Regions from separate parts of the Pan troglodytes genome. Here region 2 is linked to region 1. Evidence: chromatin contacts called from public capture Hi-C data. All regions are on one chromosome and are shown on one strand. Each heading gives the region's core, a stretch centred on a gene start, on an enhancer-like site or on the middle of the called end of the contact. The rest is flanking DNA. Distances are from core to core; before and after follow the strand shown. Region 1 overlaps FAM168A (family with sequence similarity 168 member A). Region 2 overlaps PLEKHB1 (pleckstrin homology domain containing B1).

Region 1 (6,825 bases), core at 1,711-4,210:
AAGGCCTAGCTCGATATGTCCTTCTTGGTGAAATCTTCCTCATCCCCATAGACAGATTTAGAGGCTCCTTCCTCTGGGTTCCCAAGCCCCCTGGCACAGGATCTCTTGTGCTGTGCTGCAGCCAATTCTATGACTGTGTTCTCTGCTCCGTTTTGAGTTCCTAGAGGAAAGGGATGGACACTGATGCAGATGCTGCCCTCACCTGCTGACATTGCCATGGTGGTGCCTGCCACCATGCCCATGGCCACACCGTTGGTCCTCGGGGCGGCAACAGGTGCTGGGTAGATAGCAGAGGGAATGCTGTTGGGCTGGACGACCGTGGTGTGGTGGATGACATGAGGCTGGGCAGCATACACCGGCTGTGTGTAGTAGGCTCCCTGGGGGAAAGAGGCTGAGGTCACATAGGCATTTGGAGAGGTAGGTGGGATATGGAGAGAGCAGCACTGGCTGAAGGACACAAGGTCCGGACCCCAGCTGGGGCTCTGCTTGTCTTACTATGTGACTGTGGTCAGTGCAGTGCTGGGCTCAGCTTCTGGTCTGAAAAATAAGGCTCTAATCCTGTCCTGCCTTGCTCATAAGGCTGCTATGATGATCTAATGGGATAAGAGCTCTACTCCCTTAACCTTGGTTTTAGCATTTTAAAATGTTTTATCTTACTGCAATGAACTTTTATAAGCTGCCTAAAATTTAAAGTTAGGAATAACAATCAATCAGTTACCAAGCACGTGAACAGGGCTGGTAAACTCCAGAACACATACACAGAAGGATAATTAGTAGTAGTATCATAATGGTATAAGTGCATGTTGTAAAAAAAAAAAGTACGTGTTGAAAAAAAATGGCGGCTGGGCACAGTGGCTCACGTCTGTAGTTCCAGCACTTTGGAGGCCAAGGAAGGCAGATCACTTGAGGTCAGGAGTTCGAGACCAGCCCGACCAGCATGGTGAAACCCCATCTCTACTAAAAATACAAAACAATGAGCCAGGCATGGTGGCGCATGCCTGTGGTCCCAGCTACCTGGGAGGCTGAGGCAGGAGAATGGCTTCAACCCGGGAGGCGGAGGTTGCAGTGAGCTGAGATCACGCCACTGCACTCCAGCCTGGGTGACAGAGCAAGACTCCGTCTCAAGAAAAAAGAAAAAAAAAAGGCATACAGGGATAGCATTTTCCAGGATGTCTTTTAACTAGCTATTTCCCTTTAGGTAAAAAGGTAAGGATGAAGAAGACAGTGGTCCAAGGTGACTCCCAATGCCTGAATCACATGGCTGCTTCCTGCTGCCACAATCCACTGGCCCACTGACTTGTAGGGGAATTAAACAGGAGCCCCTGAGATCATCTTAATTCAGAAATCTTCAAATGTTTCTACTAAATGAGATTAAAAAAAATAAAACAAGAGGCTTGAGATCAATTTAAGTTTTGTCTTCTACTCTAAAATATAGCTGTTTTTTAAACTAAAAAAGTATTCTCCTCACCACTTATATTTCCTATAGAGTCACTCCAGAAGAATGTGTCATGGGTGTGCTAGAGCCCCATATGGTCCCCTGTCTCATACCAATCCTGGAATGCATACATCTTCTAGCTGAAGGAGCCCAGAAAGGCCCGTCAGGCACAGAAAGAGAGAGTAACTTGCCCAAGGTCACAGAGGATACTGGTGGCAGGGCCTGTGTACTTTCCTCCTCCCCACTCAGCTCACAGACTGAGGAAGGGTAGATGTGGGGGTTAGGGAGAAAAGACTAAGACGTTGGGGTCTCATCTTGACCAACCAATAGCTCGTGGTGTAACCTTGGACAAGTCATTCCCCTCTTTGGGTCTCAGTTTCCCCACTTGTTTAACAAAGGAGTTGAGCTAGAAAATCTCTGAGGGCCTTTGTCCTCTAACATTCTGGGCTCTGTTAATCTAAATGACTTCATGCCTACCCCCTCTAGGGGCTGAGGTGGAGTGAGGGAGTAAGCAGACTGCGGGGATATTGCTTCAGTGATACAACAAGGATGGCTAGCCAGAGCCACAAACCGTCCTCTCCTTCCCTCACTTCCTCACCCTACCCCACCACACTGCACCCAGGCTGAAGGCTCCTCTACCTGCAGAAGAGGTGGCTTTGACATGTACCTACCTGGGCATACAGATTCTGCTGGGGGTAGGCACTTCTGATTGGATACATGGCCGTCTGATAGGGGTTGGGTGATGGGGAGTAGGGGGGTGGAGCAGTATTACTCTGGGTCGGTGGGACCTTGTATGGTGTCCCCGCAGTATATCCTGTACCAAGGCAATAAGAGAGACTTCCAGTTAGTTGGCAGAAAAGCATTGCTAGAAGGCAGCAGGTCCCAGTCACGACTCCCCAGACAAAGATGGGCTGAATCCAGGCTGGAAACAGAGATGAGAACAAACAGAGAACTGGGCTCCACCCAGAAAGCCCTGGCCCCAGAGGCAGCTCCCTCAGTCCTGGTGCACAGGGCTGCATGGATGATTCTGGGCATCTTTTCTTTCTCTGGGTCTCAGGGCTCTCATCTATAAAATAAGAGGCTAGAACCACGTGGTCCCTTTTAGCTCTGACAGCCTGGGATTTGGAGCTGTCTGTGTGAAATGGGCAGGTGCACAGAGATGGAAACCCTCAACTCACTTGCTCTTTATTGCTACTCTACTTGCTTTTCTGTCTTCTCACACAGAATCCAGGGTATCTTTTTGCTGCTGTTTCTGTCTTTCTCTCTTTTGCTCTATTTCTTTTTCTCCTTATCTCTCTCTCTCTCACTCTCTTCTTGGACTTCCCTCCATCATGTTCCCTCCCCTCCCCACCAAGTTTGAAGGTGAAACCCCCATACAAAACACCATTCGGAGACCCTCATCTTCTGGGATGCTGACCATACAAAACACCATTCAGAGATCGTCATCTTCTAGGATGCTGAAAAACTTTGCTCTGCAGAGTTGGCTCCTCCTTCTCTCCTGGGCTCTAGGGGAAGGCCACCTCTGCCTGAAAATACCTGAAGTCAGGGATCACAAAGATTCACATCAACCTGGAACCTGGGCCATGTCTGTCCCTCAGCAGGATGGACAAAAGCTGGAGCTAAGAATGGGGCTGAGAAGTCAGGCCCCAAGAAGCTCACAATTGCCCATGTAAATAAACTGTGCTGCCTTTTAATCCTCCGGAAAAGAGTGACAGATCCTTTGTTCACAGAAAAAAACTTGAAACATGAGTCATTCAGGAACAACACTGTCTCCTTTTAGAATCACAAAATGGAATCGTTCTACGGAACCCAAGTGATCATCAAGGGACTCCAATCCTTGGACTTTACACAAGGGGATCCTGGGCTCAGAAAAGGCAAGTCTTTTTAATAACTTCTCCTAAAGACTCTAAACTCTTCTAAGTTGAAGGGACAGTGCCTGAGGACCTAGGCTTTGAAGCCCTGCTGGGGAGGTGCTGAGGTGGCTTCTTTCCTGTGGTTCCATCTTGGGTAGGTCTAGCAGACCTCACTGAACCTCTCTGGGCTTCAGCTCTTTCATCTATGAGATGCTCACCAAGGACCCTTTCAGCTCCGAGGTGCTGTTTCTATCATATAATAAGGGACTAGGGGCAGAGTGGAGGGAGTGCTTTATTGGAAGAGAAGACATCTAGTCTTCAGTCCTGGCTTTCCCCCTAATTTTTCATGACAATTGTCAAGTCTTTGGGCCTTAGTTTCTTATTTTGTAAAATCAGGTGGCTAAGAATGAAGATCTCTTCCTAAACAAAAATTCCATGGTTCTAAAGATCCTGGGTCTCTTCTACCTTAACCCCAAGTAAAAGCAAACTACCACATGGTCACAAATCTCTCTCAGTCCACATCACACCTCTTTGGCTTGGCACCCCCCTGCCCCTGATGACTCAGGAGGATAGGAGAGCTGCTGCACAGCTGCCACAAAAGTCAGCCTGTTCCCTGGATTCACGTCATTTGTTTTTTCACCTGCAGATCCATAGTTTTTTCCACAGTTTTGTGATCAAATATGCTTGGGAAATAAGTAGCAATGAGGATAGAATGGAAAGTACATATGAAAGAGAGGGAAGCATGTTAAAGAGAAGTAGAAACTGGAAGTGCGACTATGAACTGAGTGAGAAGTCTAGAGCAGATTTCTCAAAGTTTCTAAATTATGGAGCTAATGATGAAATGTGGTCATAGGAGGAAAAGCAGATACTGTGGGGGAAGACAGGGAGTCTAGCTTTGCAGATGTCTAGAAGGAACCATCTGATGTGTACAGAGACACAATTTACTTATCTATAAAATAAAGGGGTTTTATATATAAACCAGAGATAGACATTTCCCAAATGTGGACAACGTACTATAGATCCCAAGGGATCTTAATAGTTGTTTTTGCCAAAGAAAAGGAAACAAAAGAGTTCTATAGTCCCATATGTAAAATAGAGATAAACAGTTAAGATTTTGTTTTTATTCCACGACCCTGAGAAGTTTTTAAAACAATAGGGTGGGCTGGATGTGATGGCTCTCACCTATAATCCCAGCACTTTGGGAGGCCAAGGCAGGAGAAGCACTTGAGACCAGGAGTTTAACACCAGCCTGGGTAACATAGACAGACTACATCTCTAAAAAAAGAAAAAAACTTAGCCAGGCATGGTGGCTGGTGTAGTCCCCAGCTACTTGGGAGGCTGAGGCATGAGGATGGCTTGAGCCCAGGAGTCTAAGGCTGTTGTGAGCCATGATCACAACACTGTACTTCAGCCTGGGTGACAGAGCAGGACCCTGTCTCTTAAAGAAGGTGGGGAGGTGAACTGTGAATCTCTAAGATGGGAGTATGTACAAGACTGCATTTTCCAAATTAATTTTACCACAGAATCTTTTATTCATACTATAAACATTTAAAACAATTAAATTTCAGCCATGTTTTTTGTAATTGAAGCTAGCTTTGGCAAACAAAGTTATATTGTAACACATCCACATCCATTCATTTACATATTGACTAAGGCTACTTTCCTGCTACAATGGTAGTCACTGACAGAGAGCATATGGCCTTTTTAAAAGCCTAAATATTTGGCCCTTTACAGGAATGTTTGCTGACCCCTAATTTAAAGGAATCAAGGTGTAGAGAAACCTAGCAGAGCTGAAAGCATCCCTTTTCTATGCAGGAGAGTAGGACACCCCTGAATCAGAAGGTGCCTGTTTCTGAAAGCTCTGTAGCACAGAGCCATGGTTATGAGCAGTCTGGAGACAGACTGACTGCCTGGGTCCAAACCCCCAGCTCTGAGACTTAATAGCTATAGGATACATCAGTCTCGTGTGTGATATGGGAACAGTAATGGTACCTACTTCATTGTGATAAATACATTAACTGTTAAGTAAAAAGCACTTAGAACAGTACCTGACATATTAGAAGCACTTTATAAAGATCAGCTATTATTATTTTCTCTCTCACTTTATAGAGACAGTAAGCTTCTGTCCTAAGGGTATGCAGGCAGAGCCTGGTCTGAGAGACTAAAGCTAAACTATGACTACTATGGTCTGTCCCAGCTTGGAACACAGACTCCAGGATTCTAAGATTCTAAAATGTTATGGCTTAAAATGCCATGATTTTATGATTCTTTAAAGTTAACAGGCCAACGATGCTGATGACTTTCCTTTATGCTCCTGGAGAATGTGCTCTGGAATTTTTCTCTTCCCTGGGGAAGCTGGATTACCCACTGTATGCCACAAGGACAGCCATATTACAAAGTGGTGAGACTATCCCTCTGAGGAAAATCAAAAAGCTCCAAGAGACTGCAGTAGAATTTGGTTCCCACATCTAAGAATAACCTTGTCTGAGAATGTTTCCCTTTCTTTATGTTATGAAATGAGACACACACATACTCAGAATACAAATCAGTAGCCAAAACACTCTTGGCAGCCAAAGAGATGATGCTGCAGAAGAAGGCCTTGCTTGTTTGTCCAGACAGTCTGAGATAGGAGAAGCAGAACTGCAGAGCTAGAAGACTCAGAGATCATTAAGACCAACGTAAACATTTCACAGATGAGATAATGAGTAGTTGCTGAAAGAGAGAGCTGTTTGTGGGGATCTAAGACTCAGTGCTACTTCCTCTAACCACAGTGGTTCTCAAGGTTACCATTTGTCAGGAGGATCTTCATGAGGCTGGAGAAACTGCCTGGGGGCCCTCATCCTAGGTTCTGTCAGTAAGTCAGGTCAATTCCTCTCAGGGAATATCCTCATTTGGACTAGACAGTATCAGAGAACTTCTCTAGTGCTGACATTCTAGGTATCTGAGTATTTCAGAAGACTTTCATGAGGAAATCATTTCAGAGGACTTTCTATAATTTACTAGTGGTCCTGTCAATACTCTTGAGGAACACTGAAAATTCCCCTGGAGCTATAGCCTGAGCTTGGGTAACACAAAAATCAGGGTTTATTACTTTACGCATCTAAGTAAAAGAAGCTGTTGGGCTTGTTGCAAAAAAGTCTCATAGATTTTGCCCAAATGAACTTAGACTCAGTTCACTCACTGGAGGCCTGGCTATCCTGAAAGGAATTCTAAGTCTGAAGGTCACAGAATTAAGACTTTGGAATGTTGTGCCTGAAGGACATTAGAGGTTTATATTCAACCTCCTCCTTTTCCGAGAAAGAACCTGGAACCCAGAAGGACAGATTTTCCCCAAATTGTACAGCACATCAGTACACAGCTAGGCCCAAAGTTCAGGGCTCACCCTGCCCTAGGCAGAGCTCTTGCTGAGTTAAAGTCTCTGTAGTCCAATCTTGGGCATTTAATATACTGGCCTTTGTTGTCCCCATTTCACTAAAGGCAATATCATGAAAGAAAAAAGGAATTAGATCACTCGAAGTCCCAGCTCTGCCTTACAAA
Region 2 (6,825 bases), core at 2,469-4,968, 250 kb after region 1:
AACCTAATAACACAACAGCTCAGCTAAGGGGAGTCATTTGCATGTGACCCCCTGATTGGTCAACACTGGTTGTACCCACAAAGTAGCTGGGCCTCTGGAGAGGGAGAGGCAGGTTCAAACCCTCAGGTTCTGCCCATGGGTCTCTGGGCTGTCCCTATTTGTTGCCAGGTGACTTATAGGAGTTTACTTCTGGGCCTCCCAGACGTGGAGAGTAAAAACAGGTGCCCTAGAGGGATATGGGGTGCTCCACCCTCTCCAGGGCCTCCCAAGGCCACTGGCTCACTGTGTAGCAGCAGGGCAAGGTGGAGGCTGTGGACCTCAACTTCCCCACCAATAAAATTGGACCTGAGAGCTTAGATCCCTCCAACCCCTTTTGGGCCTGGAGCCTGGATCTTGGCACTGCCTACCAGAAATCCCTGTTGGATCACTGATGGGGAGGGAGCACCGTAGAGTTCACTGACCTACAACATTGCTTGTCTGAGCCTCTTGCATTGTCTTGGGACTATATGTTTTCCCTGACTTGAAACTGAACTCAGAGTTGGGCAACCTTAGTTCCAGTCTGGCCCTGTATTTGATTCACTGGAATGAATTCAATAAACATTTATTAGGTACCTGCCATGTTCCAGTCAGATCTGATTAGACCCAGTCTCTGCCCTCAAAGGCGTCTCCAAGTCTGATGGGAGAGACACAGGGAAACAACGTGAAGACAGCATGATCGGTGCTGTGATGCAGGCACATCCAAGGGCTGTGAGTGTCTAGATGGGACCCCAACAGAACCTGAGGTTCAGGGAGAGTGATGCTTGAGTTGAGTCTGAAAGACAGGTTGAATGAGGTGAGAAGCATATCCCTAGCAAAGGAAAATGGCATGGAGATTTGAAATCACAAGGTGTGCTTGGAGACCTTCCCCTTACCACCAAACTTCTTGAAAGAGATGTCATGACATGGGGATTGCATCCTTCACCTCTCAGCCTTTCTTCAACCCTCCATAGCTTGGCTTTTCCTACTCAGCAACTCCTCTGAAAAGTTTTTTCAAGGTCACTCACAACTTCCAAGTTGCTAAAACCAGTAGGCCTATTATCTTGGAATTGGCCAAAAGAATGGGCAGAAGAACACATTTAGAAGATAAAATCACGAGACCTGGTGGCTGATGTGTGGAAAGCAGATGTGTGAAGACAAGGGCAACAACCTGCTTTCTTTCCTTCTTTCTTTTTCTTTCTTTCTTTTTTTTTTTTTTTTTTTGAGACAGGATCTCCCTCTGTTGCCCAGGCTGGAGTGCAGTGGTGCAAACACTGCTCACTGCAGCCTCGATCTCCTGGGCTCAAGTGATCCTTCTGCCTCAGTTTCCCAAATAGCTGGGCCCACGGGCATGCATCACCACACTCAGCTAATTTTTTAATTTTTTGTAGAGACAGGTTCTTGCCATGTTGCCCAGACTGGTCTTGAACTCCTGCATTCAAGCAATCCTCCCGCCTCAGCCTCCCAAAGTGCTGGGATTACAGGCACGAGCCGCTGTGCCTAGCCTTTCTTGATTTGAGTGCATGGTGATGGCATGTACTGAGAGAAGCATTTATGGGGCTGGGTACTTTGGGAGGCCAAGGCGGGCAGATCACCTGAGGTCAGGAGTTCAAGACCAGCCTGGCCAACATGGTGAAACCCTGTCTCTACTAAAAATATAGAAAAATTAGCCAGGCATGGTGGCAGGAACCTGTAATCTCAGTTACCTGGGAGGCTGAGGCAGGAGAATCGCTTGAACCCGGGAGGCGGAGGTTGCAGTGAGCTGATACCATGCCATTGCACTCCAGCCTGGACAACAAGAATGAAACTCTGTCTCAAAAAAAAAAAAAGATTTATGGGAAAAGCAACAGTTTTAGCAGATGGAGAAATGTTGCAATCATCTTGAGATGAGTGGAGTTTGAGACACCTGGACTTCTAAGGGGAGCTGGACTGTTGAGGTGTGAATCCCAGTTAGAGAGAGATACAGGGTGGAAGGGGGCTAAGAGGAAAGATCCAGAAGAGAAGGGGATCCTGACCCCTCTCCAGGTCTGCTCCCCCATGGGTAAAATGAGGGGTTTGGAGTTTCCATTTAATTCAGCACATAGTTCTTGGTTCCTGGTATGCACTTGGCCCTGCTGGTGACACAAACAAATCAGAGTCCTTGTCTACAAGCAGCTCACATTTGGGCTGCAAGAAAGGCCAGGAGAAAGGATAGCAACAAGAGGCACAAGCAAGATCCACAGAATTCAGGGAAAAAAAAAATTCTTCCTGAGACCAGGAGAGCTTCCTGGAGTGGAGTGGGTGACCGTTGAGCTAGGCTTTGAAGGGTTGGCAAAAATCTAATGGGAGAGAGGGGAGGGCAGGGAATGCATTCCAGAGAGAACACTGACCATTCTCTGAGCCTCAGTCCCCAACCCTATGGTCATGTGGAGCTAATACCTGCTTTAAGGATTAGAGGTGGTGTAACACACGTCATCACTTCCTTCAGGACCTGGTACATAGTAGGTGCTCAATAATCGTTACAGCCTAGTGCAGCCTAACAATTTTGGGTCAATGATGGACCACATATACAAAGGTGGTTCCATAAGATTATAATGGAGCTGAAAATTTCCTATCACCTAGTGATGTAGCCATGATAATGTCGTAGGGCAATTCATTACATTTTCTACATTTATATATGATTAGTTAGATAACAAATACTTACCATTGTGTTACAATTGCCTACAGTATTCAGGGCAGTAGCCTGCTGAACAGGTTTGTAGGAGCAATAGGATATACCATATACTCTAGGTGTGTGCCACCTAGGTTTGTTTGTAAGTACACTCTATGATATTCACATAACTAAAATTGCCTAAGGACGCATTTCTCAGACTGTATCCCTGTTGTTTAAAAGACGCATAACTGTATTTTAGTTACTTCTCATCCCTATCCTTCCTTTCCCTTCCTTCCTCCCCAACCCCTGTTTATTTCCTGGGCCTGGGGCTTGGCCATGTTCCCCTCCTTGTGACTAGTAGAGCTGGGTCTTTCAAGTGGCATTATTGTAGAGCTGCTAGCAAATATTAGACTACCTATAAGGAGAAATTGGGAGCCATAGAGAATTTTTTGAGCTAGGTGGGAGGCCAGAGTTGGAGAATGGGTGTCACTGGGAGCTGGATGTAGTGCAGAAGTTTTAGAGGACAAGGACCGTGGACCTTGTGGGGAGGGCAGGGCCTTTCTCCAAGAGCTTGCTAGTGGCTGGAGGCCCATTTCTAAACTTGGGGAGGTGGCTCCATGGATCCCAGAGAGGCCTGTGCCAGGCGTGGGGGTAGGGGACCAAATCCGGGCCAGGGAGTTCCTGGGCACCTGACGTGGTTGGATTCCCCAGGTGCGCGTCTACAGCCCGTACCAAGACTACTACGAGGTGGTGCCCCCCAATGCACACGAGGCCACGTATGTCCGCAGCTACTACGGACCGCCCTACGCAGGTAAGTCTCCAGCGTGCCCCGGGGCTTGCCTCGATCCAGCACCGATTCAGCGCCAGGCCCAGCCCACGGTCCGTAAGTCCGGACCAGGCTTCATCCTTTTAGCGTGCACGGATTTTCCCAGGCAGAACTCTCCGCAAGCCCCTCTCCATCCTGAGACTGGGAGAGCTCTGGAACCAGCGTTCGTCTCGAGCTGACCTCACCCTTCTGGGCTGGCTCCTCAGCCCTGCGGTCGGCAATACCCATTCCTGAGCCGGTAGCGGCCCCTGGTGGCTACTGCGGGAATGCTGCCTCCTCCCCGCTCTGGGGCCTGGCGGTTGGGAATGCCCATCGTTAGGCGCCTGGTGGTTGTGCTTAGCGATCTCAGGGTTTCCTCGCTGCTCCGCCCTAGCCTGCCGTAGCGGACCCGTAGGTTCCGGGACATCCGTAGCCGATCCAAGGCCTGGGAGCCGTAGGGTGGAGCTCTTCCCGCGTCTAGATCTGTTCTTTGACTGGGGAGCAGGAGAGCGGGTTCGGCGCCTTACACTGGGTTGGGCTGGAGTGATGCAGGAAGGGTACGAAGATCACTCTACTCCCTCCTAAGTCGCTGATCCTCATGGGCTGTCTCCCTCTGCAGGTCCTGGCGTGACGCACGTGATAGTGCGGGAGGATCCCTGCTACAGCGCCGGCGCCCCTCTGGCCATGGGCATGCTTGCGGGAGCCGCCACTGGGGCGGCGCTGGGCTCGCTCATGTGGTCGCCCTGCTGGTTCTGAGCCCTGGGACTCGGAGCACTGACCCCTGCGCTTGGATTGCTAGACTCCTCTTCCTCCTGGACCCCATCCTCTACCATCCAAGCCCTGTCCCACTTTGGCCCTATCCTCTCCATTAGCTCCTTCCGGGTTTGGACCATTCCCCCCACTCCCTACCCTTAATCCCCACATGGGAAGAAGCTATCATCACAGGTACAAACATCGCTTGAAGTCTTCACATCTACCACTAGACACCCCCAAAATCTGTTATAGACATTTATGGATACATTTCCTCTAAACACAACAGGGCACAGCAAATACGACTTCATTTGGCTTCGAGTTCCCCAGGCGCTGTAGACACAACATGAATCAGGCTCTCTGCTCTCTCCTTAGGGAGCTCAAGTCCTGGTGGGGAGAACAGGAGTAAACAAGGACTTGAAAAAGCTGAAGAGTTATCAGTCCTTTGACAAGGACAGGTGGGGCAGGGAGCAAGACAGGTAGGCTGGAAGAACAGTTATTGGCAAGTATGCAGAGCCGTGAACGTCATGGCATGTCCAAGGAATTAAATGGGAGTTCATTTGGGCTGGGGTGGAGGCTGGGATCAGACCGTGGTGGGCCTTCAAGCTAAGGAGATTCCTAGGTGAAAGGGGAGATGTGAGCCTTCTCTGGAGGGAAGTTTCATGATTGCATCTATAATGAATATATTGCCTGTTTTGTGAATATTGACACGTCCATACCTAAAACACCCCTGAGTTAAGTCCCATCCTTCCCACAAACAGCTTCCTGGCTGGTACCCATGATAACAATTGAGCTGAACCTGGGGACCCCTGGTTGGGGAACAGGTGAGTTCTATTTGAGACTTCTAGCCCTAGAAAGCTGCCTCCGTCCAGAAATGCCTCTCACACCAGGAGCTCGGCCCTCTCTTTGTAGCTGTGACTGTCACCCTCTCAGGCTTTGTCTCATCCTTCATTCTGAATGAGATGGCAGTGTTCTCCTCTGGGGCCTGATCCACCTCTACACCAGCCCAGGAAGCCCCATCTGTGCCTGCCCTCAGGTGGTCCACCAGTCTCCCCCTTTGGTCCCCTTCCAGTCTCTTCCCCCTTTCTATCCCAATCACCAATAGAAATGCTAACATCCCTGCCTGGAAGCCAGACTAGCCCACTAAAGCTCCCCTGTAAATGGGGGCTCCATTAGTTCTGCTGCCGAGACTAATAAAGATTTGGTTGGCTCTAGCAGTAACTGTGGCTTGCTTTGTTCCCCCAGAAGGCCCTGTTTCCCTCTCCATGATCCAGCAGCTACTAGTGCCTTCACTGGTCTAGTGAAAAAGAGTGTGGATTCTGAGATCAGTTGGAACTGGTGACAGCATGTTAGCTGAGTCATTTGGGGCAAGTCACTTAACCTTTCTGGATTTTGTTTTCCCTACACTTAAGGTAGCTGGTTGAAGTTGACCATTCCTGAGGGCTCAAGAGGAGGGACTGCCTTGGAGTCTCTGTTGTCTGAGCTGATGGATGATCCAAGCCAGGTCCTGCCTGCTTTCTGAGAATCCTGTTCATGTTGGAGTCTTTTCCAGTAGGTTCCCATCCTTCTAGAGTTGAATCAATGAATTGTTCTCATAGAAAACCAGGTGGTTAGGAAAGGAAACACCACCATCCTGCATCAGGCCTCTTGGGGCTGTCAGATAGAAACTCCCTGTTCAAACTGATTTAAGCCAAAGGGAAAAGGTTAAGCCACATAACTGAGAAGTCCAAGAGCTGTGTGATCCAGGGGCTCAAAGAGTGTCACTTAGACTTTGCTTTGTTTCCATCTTTACACCTGCAGGGCTGGCTCATTTGGAAGCTGCAGTGATGTTCAGCAGCTCCAGGCTAATGCCCTCCTGAGTTCAAGTCCAACCAAGAGAATTTCTCTTCCTCTAACAGTATGACTGAAAGTCCTGGGCCTGGTAGACATCAGTCTAAATTGGGTCCTGTGGCCATCCCTGCATCAACCCCAGTGGTCTGGAAACGGATGGTCTAAAATAACAGGGCTTACAGCAGGGGTGGGATGGTGTCCCAGAGGAAATTCAGGGCACTGTTCCCAGAAGTAGGATGAATAGATGAAAGCTGGTTGGCAAAAATATCAGGTATTCACCTCAGCCACAGTTCCAGAGACACCAACTTAGAGGTGAGACATGTATAAAAACAGCAATGATTGAATGAAGTTACAGAGGAACGTGGTGCAGTTGGAGCTCTGAAGAGGAGGCATGCAACTCTGCCAAGGGAACTAGGGAAAGCTTTGGGACAGGAAGTGGAAATTTATTCTGAACCTTGAAAAATGAGTAGGAGTTTGCCAATCTGAAAAAGCTGGGAGAGCTTTCCACACAGAAAGAACAGATGGAAGAAATGGTATGAGCAAAGGCATTAGAGGCTTGAGAGCACCCTGAAGTTCAGGAACCAGTCTCATGCTATAGCAGGTCGCATGGTGAGAGGTGGTGGATGAGGTCAAACTATAAGGAACCTCTTGGGCCAGGCTACTGAACACAGGGCATAGTCCAGTATGTGGCACCAGCTTAAGGACAAGCATGGATGCAAGAGGAGCCTCTTGAGAAAACCAAGGTCTGTTAGCATTTGTGCAGTCAGAGGTTACATACCCTGGGTATCCTAAG

The links. Capture Hi-C pulls out chosen DNA fragments and counts their contacts.
Region 2: a contact with region 1 is called in a capture Hi-C map of stem cell-derived neural stem cells, with 3 times the contacts expected there. The contact joins two enhancer-like sites. A contact is called at or near these places in 4 of 7 Hi-C or Micro-C datasets (blood, induced pluripotent stem cells and stem cell-derived neural progenitor cells) and 1 of 1 other capture datasets (stem cell-derived neural stem cells).

Annotation. Positions count from the first base shown.
Region 1 is chr9:75,443,776-75,450,600 of NHGRI_mPanTro3-v2.0_pri, forward strand. FAM168A (family with sequence similarity 168 member A) reads right to left here. Exons shown (of 9, transcript XM_054661515.2): 6 at 2,107-2,249; 7 at 203-377. Among named protein-coding and RNA genes, the nearest start is that of RELT, 36 kb to the left of the region's middle. Within about 2 kb of position 2,961, at least 4 of the 24 cell types and tissues checked have an H3K27ac peak or open chromatin away from gene starts, as enhancers often do. A contact at or near this core is called in stem cell-derived neural stem cells, where this site is marked.
Region 2 is chr9:75,691,918-75,698,742 of NHGRI_mPanTro3-v2.0_pri, forward strand. PLEKHB1 (pleckstrin homology domain containing B1) reads left to right here. Exons shown (of 7, transcript XM_001174818.6): 6 at 3,359-3,458; 7 at 4,072-5,416. The coding sequence ends at 4,208. Among named protein-coding and RNA genes, the nearest start is that of PLEKHB1, 13 kb to the left of the region's middle. Within about 2 kb of position 3,719, at least 10 of the 24 cell types and tissues checked have an H3K27ac peak or open chromatin away from gene starts, as enhancers often do. A contact at or near this core is called in stem cell-derived neural stem cells, where this site is marked.